Linked DNA regions of Mus musculus: region 2 is linked to region 1. The links are chromatin contacts, called in public Micro-C maps. All regions are on one chromosome and are shown on one strand. Each heading gives the region's core, a stretch centred on a gene start, on an enhancer-like site or on the middle of the called end of the contact. The rest is flanking DNA. Distances are from core to core; before and after follow the strand shown. Region 1 overlaps Tanc1 (tetratricopeptide repeat, ankyrin repeat and coiled-coil containing 1). Region 2 overlaps Tanc1 (tetratricopeptide repeat, ankyrin repeat and coiled-coil containing 1).

What was found. Hi-C and Micro-C count contacts between places; a contact is called where the count stands out from the background.
Region 2: a Micro-C map of trophoblast stem cells shows a contact between it and region 1, with 2.9 times the contacts expected there. The contact joins two enhancer-like sites. A contact is called at or near these places in 2 of 15 datasets of contacts at CTCF or cohesin (embryonic stem cells and pro-B cells), 14 of 484 Hi-C or Micro-C datasets (the AML12 cell line, the AtT-20 cell line, the N1E-115 cell line and 8 more), 3 of 115 datasets of contacts at active chromatin or transcription factors (embryonic stem cells, extraembryonic endoderm stem cells and pancreatic cancer cells) and 3 of 9 other capture datasets (adipose tissue, embryonic stem cells and pancreatic islet).

What each region holds. Positions count from the first base shown.
Region 1 is chr2:59,650,574-59,657,616 of GRCm38.p6, reverse strand. The region is part of intron 2 of Tanc1 (tetratricopeptide repeat, ankyrin repeat and coiled-coil containing 1); the gene reads right to left. Among named protein-coding and RNA genes, the nearest start is that of Tanc1, 42 kb to the right of the region's middle. Within about 2 kb of position 4,711, at least 55 of the 459 cell types and tissues checked have an H3K27ac peak or open chromatin away from gene starts, as enhancers often do. A contact at or near this core is called in the N1E-115 cell line and trophoblast stem cells, where this site is marked.
Region 2 is chr2:59,740,328-59,747,727 of GRCm38.p6, reverse strand. All of the region lies in intron 4 of Tanc1 (tetratricopeptide repeat, ankyrin repeat and coiled-coil containing 1), which reads right to left. Among named protein-coding and RNA genes, the nearest start is that of Tanc1, 130 kb to the right of the region's middle. Within about 2 kb of position 1,402, at least 56 of the 459 cell types and tissues checked have an H3K27ac peak or open chromatin away from gene starts, as enhancers often do. A contact at or near this core is called in the N1E-115 cell line and trophoblast stem cells, where this site is marked.

The DNA of each region.
Region 1 (7,043 bases), core at 3,462-5,961:
TCTATGCAGCCGCTGTGTATGCCTGTACTGATACAGGCTCGATGCAGCCGCTGTGTATGACTGCACGGACACAGTCGATGCAGCCGCTGTGTATGACTGCACGGACACAGTCGATGCAGCCGCTGTGTATGCCTGTACTGATACAGGCTCGATGCAGCCGCTGTGTATGCCTGTACTGATACAGAGTCTATGCAGCCACTGTGTATGCCTGTACTGATACAGAGTCTATGCAGCCGCTGTGTATGCCTGTACTGACACAGGCTCGATGCAGCCCAGACTCCAGGGACTTCTTCCATCACAGGGTGGTGAAGACAAAGGCAACAGAGCACCCCAAATCCACAAGCATCAACGCAGTTGTAAGCGCAGCTTCAGACTCTGTGGGGCTACAGGAGAAATTGCAAACTCTCTGCTCTGCTCGTTCCTGCAAAGATCTCACCACCTCATTACCATAGATAACAAACAGAGCTTTGCTATTTACCACATTACTATAAACCATGGCAAATTATAGATTATATCAAAAGTACCAAATGCTTTGCAACATCAACGAAAACTAAGCCAATTTTTAAAACAGGATTTTTTTTCCCCCAAGATGCAAGTCTGTGAAGTTTAGACACTCTAGGATGGGGTATCCTGTCTTTCTCTCTCGGGACACCCTGTTAGCACAGGAAGATGATGTAATGCCCTGATTCGTTCACCAAACAATATAGTAGGCCTTCAAAATGTCAGCCTGTTTCATCTCCCTAAATACATAATTGATTTTCAACATTTTATGCTCCAGTTACCACCCGAAAGCAGACTGGGACAAGTTCATATTTCAACTGCTTCTTGCTTTAAGTACAAAAGGAGTGATCAGAACAAGTAATAAATTGTTTCCAGTTTTTCTTGGGGAGTGATTTGCTCGTGACCTCTGGTTTCTCTGTTACTCACATACACAATTCCCGTGCCTACAGCCTAGCTACGGCACGCACAACCTGGCTACAGAGAAACCAACAACAGCCGAAGAATTGGTTTTTATTTAAACACTGGCAGGCTAGCCAATGACATTCCTCATGAAACAGAGTTAGGACCAATGTCAAATAAAAATTAAAAGTTTAAACTTGCCTAAAAAAAAAAAAAAAAAAAAAAAACTAGAGCTATATATTTGGGTCACTTTATTTTTAACCACAGTCTTCTAAATGACCTGAATATCCTAACATCCATTCTAAGTGACAAGTTTTGTAATTCTTATGAATAATTTAGTTGAGCAAACTTGCTTTGCTTGCTGCTGAATAAAAAATGTTGCTTCAGAAATTGACAGACCGGTTGTCCATAATATATTTTAGTTTTGATATTTTTCATTCATATTAGGGGGGAAAAATGAAAGAAAGAAAGAAAGAAAGCACTAGCACATTAAAACGGAGTCTCTGACACAGCGGAGACTTCGTCAGCCATCACGTCAGAAAACGTCAAGGTAATTTCATGTCCTCAAGCAAGCATTTGCAGGCAGGTCCAGAGAGACATTACTATCAGCACAAACATACACAGTGCCTGAGCTCAAATCCAGGACCCCGCACGTGCTAGGTAAGCATGACACCACGGTGGCATGCGTCCTCAGCGCTGATAACTTTCCTAACTACTCAGTAAGACATAGCAGAGTACTCATTTTGTCTTGTAATGAGGAAACCGCAGCAGCGTTAGCCTTGACGTCAGCGATAGGGTGAGGGGTTTATGCCACTGTTTTAATCCAGCTTTGCTTTTACAAAAAAGCCTGTCTCTCTAGTACAAGACAACGTTTACCCCGAACGTTGTTGCCTTTGGGAAATAGAAGAGTATTTGTCACAGGGAACTGGAGTCAGTCTGGTTCCTGTTTCTTTCATAGAGAGAGCACCCCTCCAGCTCACCATCTGGGTCTCTTTCTTGGATCCCGACTTCTAGAAGCCTCGGGAACTTATTAATTCATGAAGCTTGGGAACAAAAACAGAGAGGTGGGAGGAAGCTTGTCCCTCGGTGGCTGCCAAGCTCTCTCCTGGAGCACCCACTGCGAGTCCTGGTACAGCTTGTGGCTCTGTGAGCATGGCCTCCACAGAGAGGCACACTGATGTCCAAAATGGGTAGAGAGCAGCCTCCCTCTAGCAGAACTCACCAGGCTGGGGAAGCCCAATACTGGTATACACAGAATTTACACATGTCCTCTAAAGGCTATGTTGAACACTTCATCCCAAAATCCATATCCTAGTGCCACTTGGAGAAGAGGTTCTGGAAACTAAAATAGGATGAGATGGGGTCCTCAGGGTGGGGACTTCATGACAGCACTTGAGAGATCCTTATATAAAGAAGAGAAGTCTAGTGGTGGTGGTGCAAGCATTTGGAAGGTAGAGGGAGGTGGATCTCTGAGTTCAAGGCCAGCCTGGTCTACAAAGTGAGTTCCTGGACAGCCAGGGCTACACAGAGAAACCTTGTCCCAAGGGGAAGAGAAGCACCCAAACTGGCAAACTTGCTTTATCTAACACGAGATACTCTTCACTATTTTCTTAAAAGGTTTGTTTTGATTCATATGCATGCATGCATTTCCATGAGCCTGCTTATGTGCACCATATGTGAGAATGGCCTGCAGAGAGACCAGAAGAGAGCACTGGACCTCCTGGAAGTGAAGCTGCAGCTAGGTACTGCCTGGTGTGGAAGCTGGGGACAAAACCCAGGTGCTCTGCAAGAGCAGCAGTGTCCTAAGCTACTGTGCCATCTCTCCAGCCCCATCTTTAGCTATGTTCTGATGCTGCACAGGGGCCCTCGCCAAATGCCTAGCAGATCCTTAAAGCTATGCTACTAGTTACTCACCTCTAGGGACCAGGAGTCGAATAAACTTATTCATGGGTTGCCCAGTCTTGAGTATTTTTATATTATATATTATGTCATATTATATATTATTATTTTTATATTATATATTATTATTTTCTTCTTCTTTTTCTTCTTCTTCTCTTCTTCTTCCTTCTTCTTCTTCCTCCTTCTTCTCCCTCTTCTTCAAAAATTAAGGCACATTCCTAAACTGTATTTCTATTCATTTGAAACTTTTAAAAGTACAATTTAAATTCAATATGCCTCCCTCCCACACCTTTTTTTTTTTTAATATCAGAACTGGTTCAGAAAGTCAAAAGGGAAAACTAAAGTGGGCTTTACTGTCCCCCTATCGTCACCCCACAAAATGAGAATAAAGACACACTCAAGATCTTGCAGTCTTTAACATTCTGACTTTGGTCTGAGAGGGTATCTCAGAGGCAGAATACTCTCCAGAGATGAACAGGGCTCAGGATTCATCCCAGCACTGCAAACATGAATAAAAATAAATAGTTTTACATTTATTTTACTTCAAAGCCATCTGTGAGAAAAACAGAAAAAAATTAGAGTAATTCTAGTCCCCAAAACACTGAATTAAAAAAAAAAAAAACCAAAAACAAGAAACAAAAACCTCTTAGTCAATACGGACAAGGAATCTCTGATACCCTCATTACAAGCAGTTTGACCATATCTGAATGTGCCCCAGTCAGCCAGTCAGTAGTGAACTTGTCTGTGCTTGTGGAATGGGGCCAGTGACAGCCTTACCTCATGGGTATCATAGAGAGCGAGGGAAACAGATCTGCAGAACAGCAGCACATAAAGCAGTGGGAACTCACAGAGAGGGCAGCTAAAGCAAGCAGGCGGAGCTCAGTCCTCTTCCCCCCTCATCTATTCAGAATGGATACATCCACTCAGAACCAGCAGGGGGTTCCAAGATTATTCCTATAAGCCTTTCTTCCATTTGGGCATGAAAGAATGGAGGCCTGGTAGGAACAAATGACCTGCCAGACATCACTCACAGATCTCCCCTTAAACCCTTCCTTTCTACAAGCACACAAGCCCTAATGCCATCCCCTTCCTTGAAATAGGATTTGGCAGATTATAATCTGTAAATTGAAGTCTTTCTTTACTGTACAGACATGAAGGCCAGGCCCCTGCGGGGCTCTCAGGGCCTCCCTCCCCTGCAAAGGATGAGAGGCTGGCTCTGCGTGCTGGCCCTGTCCCACTGGGAATCAGCATAAATTGTCCCTGACTCAACCTTTCAGTGAGGCAGGCCTCTTCACTCAGGGCCACCTAACAATCCCACACTAATTTTATCAGTTTCGACATCTGTCCCCTTTGAGATTTCTCAACTACTGTGTCAATATTCCCCCACCTAAGCCACAAACACACCAACTAACTACTTAGTAATAACGTTAGCTAATTCTCTCTTATCCTGGCAAAACTACAGCCCTCACAGTCCACCCTTCAGGAAGTTCCTGGAGGAAAGGTAGGCGTGTTTGCAACCGCCATTGACTATTGAATATCTGTCCCTATCTGTACCCTCATTTCCTTTTCTCATCGTCTGTGAAACACTTCTGCCAGACGGACTGACTGAAATAATGCTTATATACCTTATTTGTGGACTGTCTCTAAAACCCCACAGCTACTGAAATGCTGTCAAAAGCCCTCTTTCTTTTCAGATCCAAGTATACTGCTCTAAATCCTTTCAAATGAGAGCGGGGCTTTGGACCATCTGTCATTTACCACCTCTGCCTGCTTTTATTCCTTTTAATAACAATACTCTGAATTCCAAACCTGCCTGAAATCACCAACTTATTTCAAGTCACACCCAGTCCCCAAAAGCAAACTTCCGGTAATCAGCTAAGGAGACATCCACCAAGCCACACACTGACCACGATTGGTCTGAGGTTGTTTCTGGTACTGCAGGCTGATAGGGTTACTCACAGGAGGTGACAGTTTCCCTTTTAGTGTCTCTGGTCACGCCATCTTCTGAATTCCAGACACAAGTAATTTTCGGTATGGTGGCTTGATCTGAATGAGAATATTCCCCAGAGGCTAAAAGGTTTGACTACTTGGTCCCCAGTCAGTAGCACTGTTTGGATATACTTAGGAGGTGTGGCCTTACTGGAGAAAGGGGGCAGGCTTGTGGTTTTAAATCACTACGCCTGCCGTTCCAGTCTAAGCTTTCCACTTCTGCCAACATGCCTTTGCCCTGTCATGGCGGACTCTAACCTTCTGGAACCGTATGCTCAAACCTTCCTTCTATATATAACTTGTCTAGGTCATAATATTTTTTTCACAAAAGTAACTAAAACACACAATCTCAAAAAATGTTTGTTATAGAAGACTGTAGACCTCTAGTCCCAATGGACCAGCAAATATCCCATAAGAGATTAAGTATACCCTTCAGCCAGGTTCCTGACTCCCCCGTCGTCAGCCTCCGTCCACTCAAAATTCACCAAGCCTGAGCCTAGTACTTTCACCTGAGGTCCACTTCCTGATGGTTAACTTGGGCCTCTCTATCACTCCTTTCAAACCTATTCTTATCAAAGAGCTGAAAGATCTCCCAAACTAAAGACCATTCTGCAACGCCTTGTATATGAACTATACTCTGCGGTCCCGTGTCCAGCATTCCCAGCTATGAGAAAGCAATCTGACCATTCTGACAGCTTCGATCCTTAGGAGTTTGGTTCGTGGTACCTTAGCAACACTCTTGCACAGATGGTGGGGAGCTATACCCCAGCTTTCTGCTTTACCCCCCACCCAGCCTACTCTCAATCTGCTTGACAGTGCAGCTCTCTGTCAACTTCTCATCCACACACCACTCCCGAACCTAGCAAACCCTCTCTCAAAAAGCGCCGTGTGCTTCCTTCTTCTGGATTACTGTCATTCGCAACCAGATGTCTCCAAAGTAGAGGGTGGGAGGTATCTCCAAGGGTATCCAAAAAATATTGTAATTTCTAATTGTGTTGACTTGCCTCATTCTTTTGTTGCTATTTCTGTAGATCTTAAATGCAAACAGCTTGTTGCCAGCAGATAGATGACTGTAATTTATACCTATACAAATGCTGTGGGTCTGAGCAAGGATTTTACTGATGTTGAGAGTGCTTTAAGACTACTCTCTTGCCAGTCATCGTGGCATGCACCGACAGACCCAGCTACTCAGGAAGCAGATGCAGAAGGATGCTTGAACCCAGCAGTTGGAAGTTACCTCAGGCAAACAAAATAGCAAGATGTTACTTCCTCAACAATATAAAATAAATGCTACTGGACAAGTAGTAACACTTTTGTTCCTAAATTTACTTGGTGAGTGTATTAGTTACTTTTCTGTTGCTCTGATAAAATGCCATGACTGGGGGTTGGATAGATGGCTCATCCGTTAAAAGCACTGGCTGCTCCTCTAGAAGACCCAGGTTCAATTCCCAGCACCCACATGATAGCTCACAACTGTCTGCAACCCCAGTTCAGGGGGATCCATCCCACACCAGGAATGCATGTGGTGCGCATATCTGAGAATGCAAGCAAAATACCCATACATATAAAATAAATTTTAAAAATAAGAAATTAAAAAACACCATGACCTCGGGAGGCAGAGGCAGGTGGATTTCTGAGTTCGAGGCCAGCCTGATCTACAAAGTGAGTTCCAGGACAGCCAGGGCTATACAGAGAAACCCTGTCTCGAAACAAAAACAAAACCAAAAAAAAAACCACTATGACCAACAGCAACTTAAAGGGAAAAAAAAACCCAAATTTATTCCGGCTTAGGGTTTCAGAGGGCTAAGAGCCCATCCGTCATGACACAGGAATGGCGTGACAGTAAGTTGCAGGCATAGTAACCAGAGCAGGAAGCAAAGAAATCACATCTCCAACCACAAGCATGAAGTAGAGAGAGGGAACTGCAAATGAAAAGAGCTATAAATTCCCAAAGCCCACCCCAGGGACACACTTCCTCCAGGAAGGCTGTACCACTATCCCAAACAGTACCGCCAGCTGAGGACTCAGCGTTTCAATTCCTAGCCAAAGAGGGGCATTTCTTATTCAAACTATCACAGTGCTCCAGAGACAATTCCAAATAAATCAATATATTATAGTTGGGGTCATAAACTGTTTTATATTCATGTAGTTTAGACAGCAACATAACCTTCTTATTCCTAAAATCATCTCATTTCTGGCTTGCCTATTACACAGTTAAAATTACTTTTATTCAGGCCTACTCTGACAGACATTGC
Region 2 (7,400 bases), core at 153-2,652, 93 kb before region 1:
ATTTGTTGAAGCTGAGGCTCTGTGCTGAGAAATGTCCCTATTTCCTCTTCTCCCTTTCCTTTGGCAAGGGATGTGGACATGTGTGCAGAGTAACTTAGAAAGTTTTCACGAGGCCTTCAGGCAACACTGTGTTAGAAGTGTGTAATAAGGTAAGACACGTCCCCAATCAAGTCACTTGATTTCTAGAGGCTTACAGAAACTGGGGTTAGGATAAGAAACCTAAGGTGAGGAACCAACTGGAATCATCCAGACAGGTCCCACACACATGGGTGTTAGTATGAGAAAGGAGGGGATAAGACTGCCACAGAAGTAGAGAGAGGAGGGTGTGGCCATCAGGAGCTACAGAAGGTAAGCATTTTCCCAGACAAGTACTCTATGGACGGTGCCTGCGGCTCAGAGAGACAAACAGCTGAAACCACCAAATGGAGATAACACGCCACCGTAGCCCCAGGAAACACCTACACTTCAATACCAACATGGGAGCACCACCATGCCCAACTCCTCCCAGCCCCTCCCCCACGAGGGGAACTTCATGGCACCAAGGTACTTGAAGGTAATGTGCACTGCTAAAAAGAAAGGGCAGTAGGTATCTTGTTTCAACTATTATATGTTTGACGGGGCTCCGTACTCGAAGCCAACTTTAATCCTGACATAGTAACACGCATTTTCTGTCCCTAATCTCACCTCTCCTGCGTTGAGTTTATCAGCTGTCCTACAACCTAAGCAGAGTTTACACTAAATGAAGAGCTGAAATAAACTCAGAGCAGCAACACGATAGTTATTTAGGAGCATGCTTGTCACTTCTACCACAACCACAGAGTATGTCTAGTAGAGAATTCCTAGTCTTAAAAAAAAAAAAAAAAGAAGTGTAGTAAACGGTAAAGACTGAGCCAGCCTTCACGTCCTACCAGAATTGTGTGAGTCTCAGTCTCAGGTGATATTCATGTTAAATATGATTTTAGATTAATTAATAAATGCAAGGCTCAGAAACTGAGTTTAAATGCTATGGAAAACATGCTCTAAATTGTAAATAGAAAACACTGAAAGCAATGTAAGATTCATTTTAGAGATGAAAGGCTCATCTTAAAATAGTCTCTCGACCTGGTGAGGTCAAGCCTTCCTTTCAAAATATTAGTGGAAGGAAAGGGATTCTTGAACTCCAGGTCCCTCCTTGTTCTCCAGCTCCTACCCAGGTGGCAAGGCTACCCATCATGCATCATTGCCCATGTCCTTGAAAGTACAAGGCAGCTCGCTGCTGTGCTGTGTTGGCTGTCTTGAGGAAGCACGCTGGCCTCAACCACAAAGCCATCTCGGCAGTCAGGACCTTACTGTACAGGGTCAGTAAGTGGAAGAGCAGACTGGGCTTGTGTCTGACACACAGGCTTGATAGTGAGATCTCTGAAAAGCACACACCTTCTGCGCGCTGAAACATCTGCAGACACCATGCAGTGATGTTCTGGGCGGGGCGATTAGTCACCATTCCCCTGGCAGGGACCCAGATCACTGCAACCTCCTCAGCAGTGGGGCTGACTCTGTCAGTGTTCTGGGTTCAAGACAACAGAAAGGCGGCTTTCTACCCTGAACACACCACAGCCCAGGTGCCTGCGGGGCTTTTATTAGCGAAAGCTGCTACAATGTATCTGATTATCCTACTAAAGCTGAGTGAGATTGACATAAGGTTGAAGCTTTCAAAAACGTGTGTGCACAGGATAGCCATGCCTGTGTTCACGCAGAGGCCAGGAGAGGGCACCGGGTCCCTCAGAGTTGGGGCTAGAGTTAACAGGCACTTGCCAGACAAGAATGCAGGAATCCAAACTCCTTGTGTCCTTGTGACTGAGCAGAAACCACTGTTAATCCCAGGTTACTTCCTTTTGTTTTTAGAACAACTATAACTCATGTATCTTTTATCTAAACTTGGTAATAACACAATATATACCAAAGTAGCGGCCTCCCTTTAAAGAACAAAACTATTTTTCTTTTTAAAACTTGCTGCTTGAACAGTTAAGAGTTTCAGAATTTAGAAGGCATTGTTCCTGGAAGACTCAGTATTTACCACAAGGTGGCGCTGCTCCGATGCCAGTTTCAGACAAAAGCTCTGAGGCTTGCTGGGAAAGGTTTCTTCACCATCAAGGCAAGAAATGGTCGCCACCCTAAGCAGGATGAAGTCCTGGATGTTTTTAAGGTTTTAGGTAACACGTATATGCTTAGCAGTTACACTAAGGAGTTCAGTCTCAGAGGCAACAACTTCCTGCCCATTGTACACTTGGCCTAACAGAACAGACCCTGGATAGCCGCAGCACACCCAGCTTCACGGAGAGCCACCCAGGCACCAAAGCGGATGCAAAGGCCTGAGTGCTCCTCGTTACTCAGGGGAAAATCTGAAAGTCCGTGCACACTTAAATCTGTACTGGAATAAATGAACGGGGAAAGAGACAGCTCTCAAGATACAGAATAATCGCCAACAATTTATATAGATACTCCATGCTCAGAAGTGACGGGCTTTGCTCCAAGCCTTACCTGTGGGCTTCGCACAGTGCCCATGCAGAGAATAAAGTGTCTTCTTTATGTGGTGGACGGAGACAAGGAGAGAAGAAGACAGGGTAGGTTCAGTGTAGAAAGTGAACAGCCACAACCTTGGCTGGATGACGAAGATCAACCAAGAGAGGCGAACTACACTGTTGGTACACACCTTCGACTCCGCGGGATAAAGAGGTCACCCCAAACTCCTAAGTCCTGGCTGATGGTGAGAAAAACATCAGACACGTTCCAATAAGCAGGCACTCTACAAAATATCATACCCAAGCCACCAGGGTCATTAAAACAAAGAATGTCTGAGAAACTGTCACAGTCAAGAATATATGGAGATGCCTCTAACCCCAGCAGAGGCAGGCTCATCTCTGAATTCGAAGTCAGCCTGATCTGTAGAGAAAGAAATCCTGTCTCAGAAAACCAAACCAAACCAACGGACAAAAAGGTATCTATGGAGACATGATCTCTGAACGTGATATGATAATGTGGGCCAGAAAAAAAGTGAATTAGAAATGGTGGGAAAAAAAAAAAAACCCCACAAATACAGACTTTAGTAGGTATCACTGTTGGTTCACTAATTATATCAAATGTATCACACAACGTCTGTGTTAATGAGAGATTGACCATAGACCATATGGAACTTCTTAGTACTGTTCTTTTGACCTCTTCTATAAGCCTAAAATACTCCAAAATAAATGTTTATATATTAAAAAAAAAATAAAGTCAAAGGGCTGGAGAGATGGCTCAGAGGTTAAGAGCAATGACTGCTCTTCCAGAGGTCCTGAATTCAATTCCCAGCAACCACATGGTGGCTCACAACCATCTGTAGTGGGATCTGCTGCCCTCTTCTGGTGTGTCTGAAGAGAGCAACAGTGTACTCATATAATTAAAATAAAAAAGTCTTTAATACACACACACACACCACACACACACACCCCGAAGATCACCCAAGGCTCAAACAGTAATCGGCAAATGCTGTCGAATTCGGAAGCGCCTATTCTCAAGGTGGTGCATGTGGCCTTGTGGTCCCACACACTTAGAGACACAGGAGAAGCAGAAAATCTCAACTTTACTGCTGGCCACAGGAAGGACAACAGCAGCAGTGTGAGCCTCTGTGTCTTCTATGCCAACCAGAGCTCCCGTGAATGATCTTGACAACGGGTGGCAAGCCAATGAGGTAGGATGAGCCAGGCTTTGAAGTCAGAGGAGAAATTCAAGTCCTAGCCAATTACTGGCTGGGTGTGTAACCGCCAGGAGAGCTAGCACCTAGCCTCCCAGGGCTCCCCACCAACTGTTGTTGGGGTTGGTACTTACATCTGCCATCTGATTTAAAATGTGTGTATTGAGTCTAGCACTCAAGAAATTCTAACTCTCCCTTCCTAAGCGGTAAAAGTCAAGGAAAACCATGGTCTTGGCTGAATGAGACTACCGAGTACTTTTGTAAGTGTGTGCCAGACTACAACCGTGACCATCTAGCTACATATTATCCATGGCTGCTTTGTGTCATGGTAGCTGAAATCCAATGGTTACAACAGAGATCACAGTAGCCTAATGTAGTTCCTGTCTGACCATGGCAGAAGATGGCCAACTCTGGTCAATTGGTGTATTTCCAAATGCTAACAGCTACTTTTCATGCCTTATCATACTTGACCTTTAACATCCTGAACTACCTTCTTCCTCAAGGCCTGAGACCTGAGTGTGGGGTCTGCATTCTGACTCCCTTGTGCTCTGCACAAACAGGACTCCCTGGGAGATCCGAAGTCCCTGGCAGGCTAAGTCAAATTAGTATGCATGGTAGTAAATTACACCCAAGCTCCACCTGGGTTCCAGCAGAAATAGCATTCCTCAGACTTAGAGCCTAAGGACCAATTAGTGCCTTGGAGCTCTTATGTTTAAAAAAAATGTAGGAGTCCTGCCCACCTTAGAAATATAAAAACTGTATTTGAGGGAAAAATATAAAGGTACAAGGAACTTTTTTTTTTTCAAATAAAACTTCACCCCCAAAAAGCAAACTGGAATTCTAGCAAATTTCCCAACTGGCTCTGCCAAGACATAGCCCCCCAAACTCTGACTGCTGAGCAGAGGCATGGGCAGTGCCTCAATGGTGGTCCACTGACACCCCAACCACCACTACGCCAACATCATGTGTGATGACGCAATGTCCCTGCCCCCAGCCACTCTCCATACTCTATCCCCTCAAGTTCTCATGTGCAAATACGGCACCGCAAGCCAGAGTTTCTTTCTCCTAACATTTTCTCAGGCTGACCTCTGCCTCACTGCGTTCTCTTGTCACTGCCGAGAATGAAGCCGCTGTTCTTCATCCCCCAACACTGCAAAAGTTCCAACCGGTCTCAACTCTCAGCTGGCAAGCAGAAAACAGACACTGCTCGAAACCTCAAACCTCTTTCATCCCTCTGTATAAAAACACCCAAAGGACATTACTGACAAAAACAAAGTAACAAAACACTTAAATCCTCCCAGGCTCCATGGACCCGCTGCAACTGTTTCCATCTTCCTCCCTAAAGCTCCTTGCTCGCTATTCTCAGGCTCCACCCACCCTGGCCCTGACTCACTTTTTCAAGTTCCTTCTCACCATGGGGGATGCGGGGCTGTTCCATGGTCAACTAGAAGCCCCTTAGGAGCTCCTGTCTGCCTTGGACTTCATCTACTAAGGACCCCTTCCAGCATCACACAGGAATGTCTGAGCTTCCAACCAAGGGATTCTCACTCTTTTTCTGTAGAGCCCTGCTAACTAAGGTCCAAGTCTGACATTACTGGAAAGCCATGCGCTCAGAACAAAATGGTATATTCCCTTTACCAGCAGGGCTTCTCCTTCTCTGCCCTTGCCTGAAGAGCCTGAAACCCCTTACACCCTGCGGAATGTCTCATGGCCTTGGTGAGATTATAGGTTCAGTTTCCTTTCTTCTGATAAGAGCCCATTCTTCAAATGCCTCCCCCTGCTAATGAGGCGTCTCAGTCAGTCCCTTAGCCTTGAGTCAGGAACATGTACCCACCCTAGACATCCCCACTACCTTCCCCAGAACTTCCCCCTGATTTACCCTGAATAAAGTTCATCTGTCTCCCTGAAGCTGGTCCTGGAACATTGTCCTTTCAGTTAGTACTCGCTGTCAGTCTGGAACCCTGTCACCAACTCTGCCTCCTTTGTCCTTGTGGACCAGTAGCCAGTGACCCCAGTGAGGAGACGACTCACGTTTTTCCAGCAGTCAGCACTCTATAGACTCTCTGACTTCGCCATCACCAGTCTCCCTCAGTCAAGCGGGTTTTCCCTAGAGCTTGGAGCCAAGTGTTTATTTCCCTCTATGTCCCCCTCATCCCTAGCCCAGAACTCACCCAGCTAACATTCAGAAAACCCACATGAAACAAATGTTTATGGAAGTTTGCGAAGCCACCACTGAGTGAAAGACTGACTCAAGGAACTCAGAGTGCCTCTGAGGCCACTGGGAAAAATAAACATCACCACCAGAGAGCCACCTCCACAGTGTCCTCTTGTGACGAAAGGCATCCTGGCTGAACAGTCTAATGAGTCCAGGAAAGCTGGAGCAGAAAGGGACCTTTGAGCACCTCATATAAAAGCCGAGGTGATATATCAAAAGATGGCCTAGTCGGCCATCACTGGAAAGAGAGGCCCATTGGACTTGCAAACTTTATATGCCCCAGTACAGGGGAATACCAGGGCCAAAAAGGGGGAGTGGGTGGGCAGGGGAGTGGGGGTGGGTGGATATGGGGGACTTTTGGTATAGCATTGGAAATGTAAATGAGTTAAATACCTAATAAAAAATGGAAAAAAAAAAAAAAAGCCGAGGTGACTGAGAATCTCCAGGGTAAAAGAAAACATGGGATGTCACCCATGGAAATATAGATGCAAAAACACAAATAAACGTGTGGTTTTCTTAAGTAATCTGTGAGAAATCTCTTCCTTGCTTCAGAGCAAATTCATGGAACACTTTATTTTTTCACCTTCTGTCTATGACAGAAATCTGAGGGCCACCAATACGATCGTCACAGCTTTCAGGGGACAAGTAAGACTCTGTTTTCCCTTCTTCAACAGTAAATTGATTAGTAAGACACCACAAAGTGTAGGAAATAGAAAACAGGCGAGAGAGATGACTTAGCAGTTAAGAATGCTTGCTGCTTTCTTTCTTTTTTTTTTTTTAAAGATTCATTTATTTATTATATGTAAGTACACTGTAGCTGTCTTCAGACAATCCAGAAGAGGGAGTCAGATCTTGTTAAGGATGGTTGTGAGCCACCATGTGGTTGCTGGGATTTGAACTCCGAACCTTCGGAAGAGCAGTCGGGTGATCTTACCCACTGAGCCATCTCACCAGCCCGCTTGCTGCTTTCTTAAGACAGGAGTTCAAGTCCCAGCTCCCACTTCAAGCAATTCAGGAGAGTCTGTGACTCCAGCTCAAGGATACCCAATGCCCTCTGCTGGTCTCTTCAGGTACCCGTATGTATGTTGCATGCATGCATGTATGTATGTATGTATGTATGTATGTATGTATGCCTATGCACATATACAAGTGTGTGCATGCAAATGCATACAAACACACGTTTTTTTCTAAATCTTACAACAAAATAGAGTGTGCTGTGAAAGCCAAAGACAGCACATATCAGTCCTCAGGTACTGGGTAGGTTTCCTGGATTTGACACTCATTTCCCCTGTCAGAATCTTCTAGGGCTCAGGTAGCCATCTGAGGCGCCCTTCAGCTTGTTGCTCCTGCAGGGGGGCTCACACTTCTCCACGCATGCTCACTTATGTTGTCATGGTTCACCTTCATCTCTTTCGATAAAAGTGGCCACGGGATGAGGAATGAACAACTCATGCTACAGGAAACGGAAACCAGTAT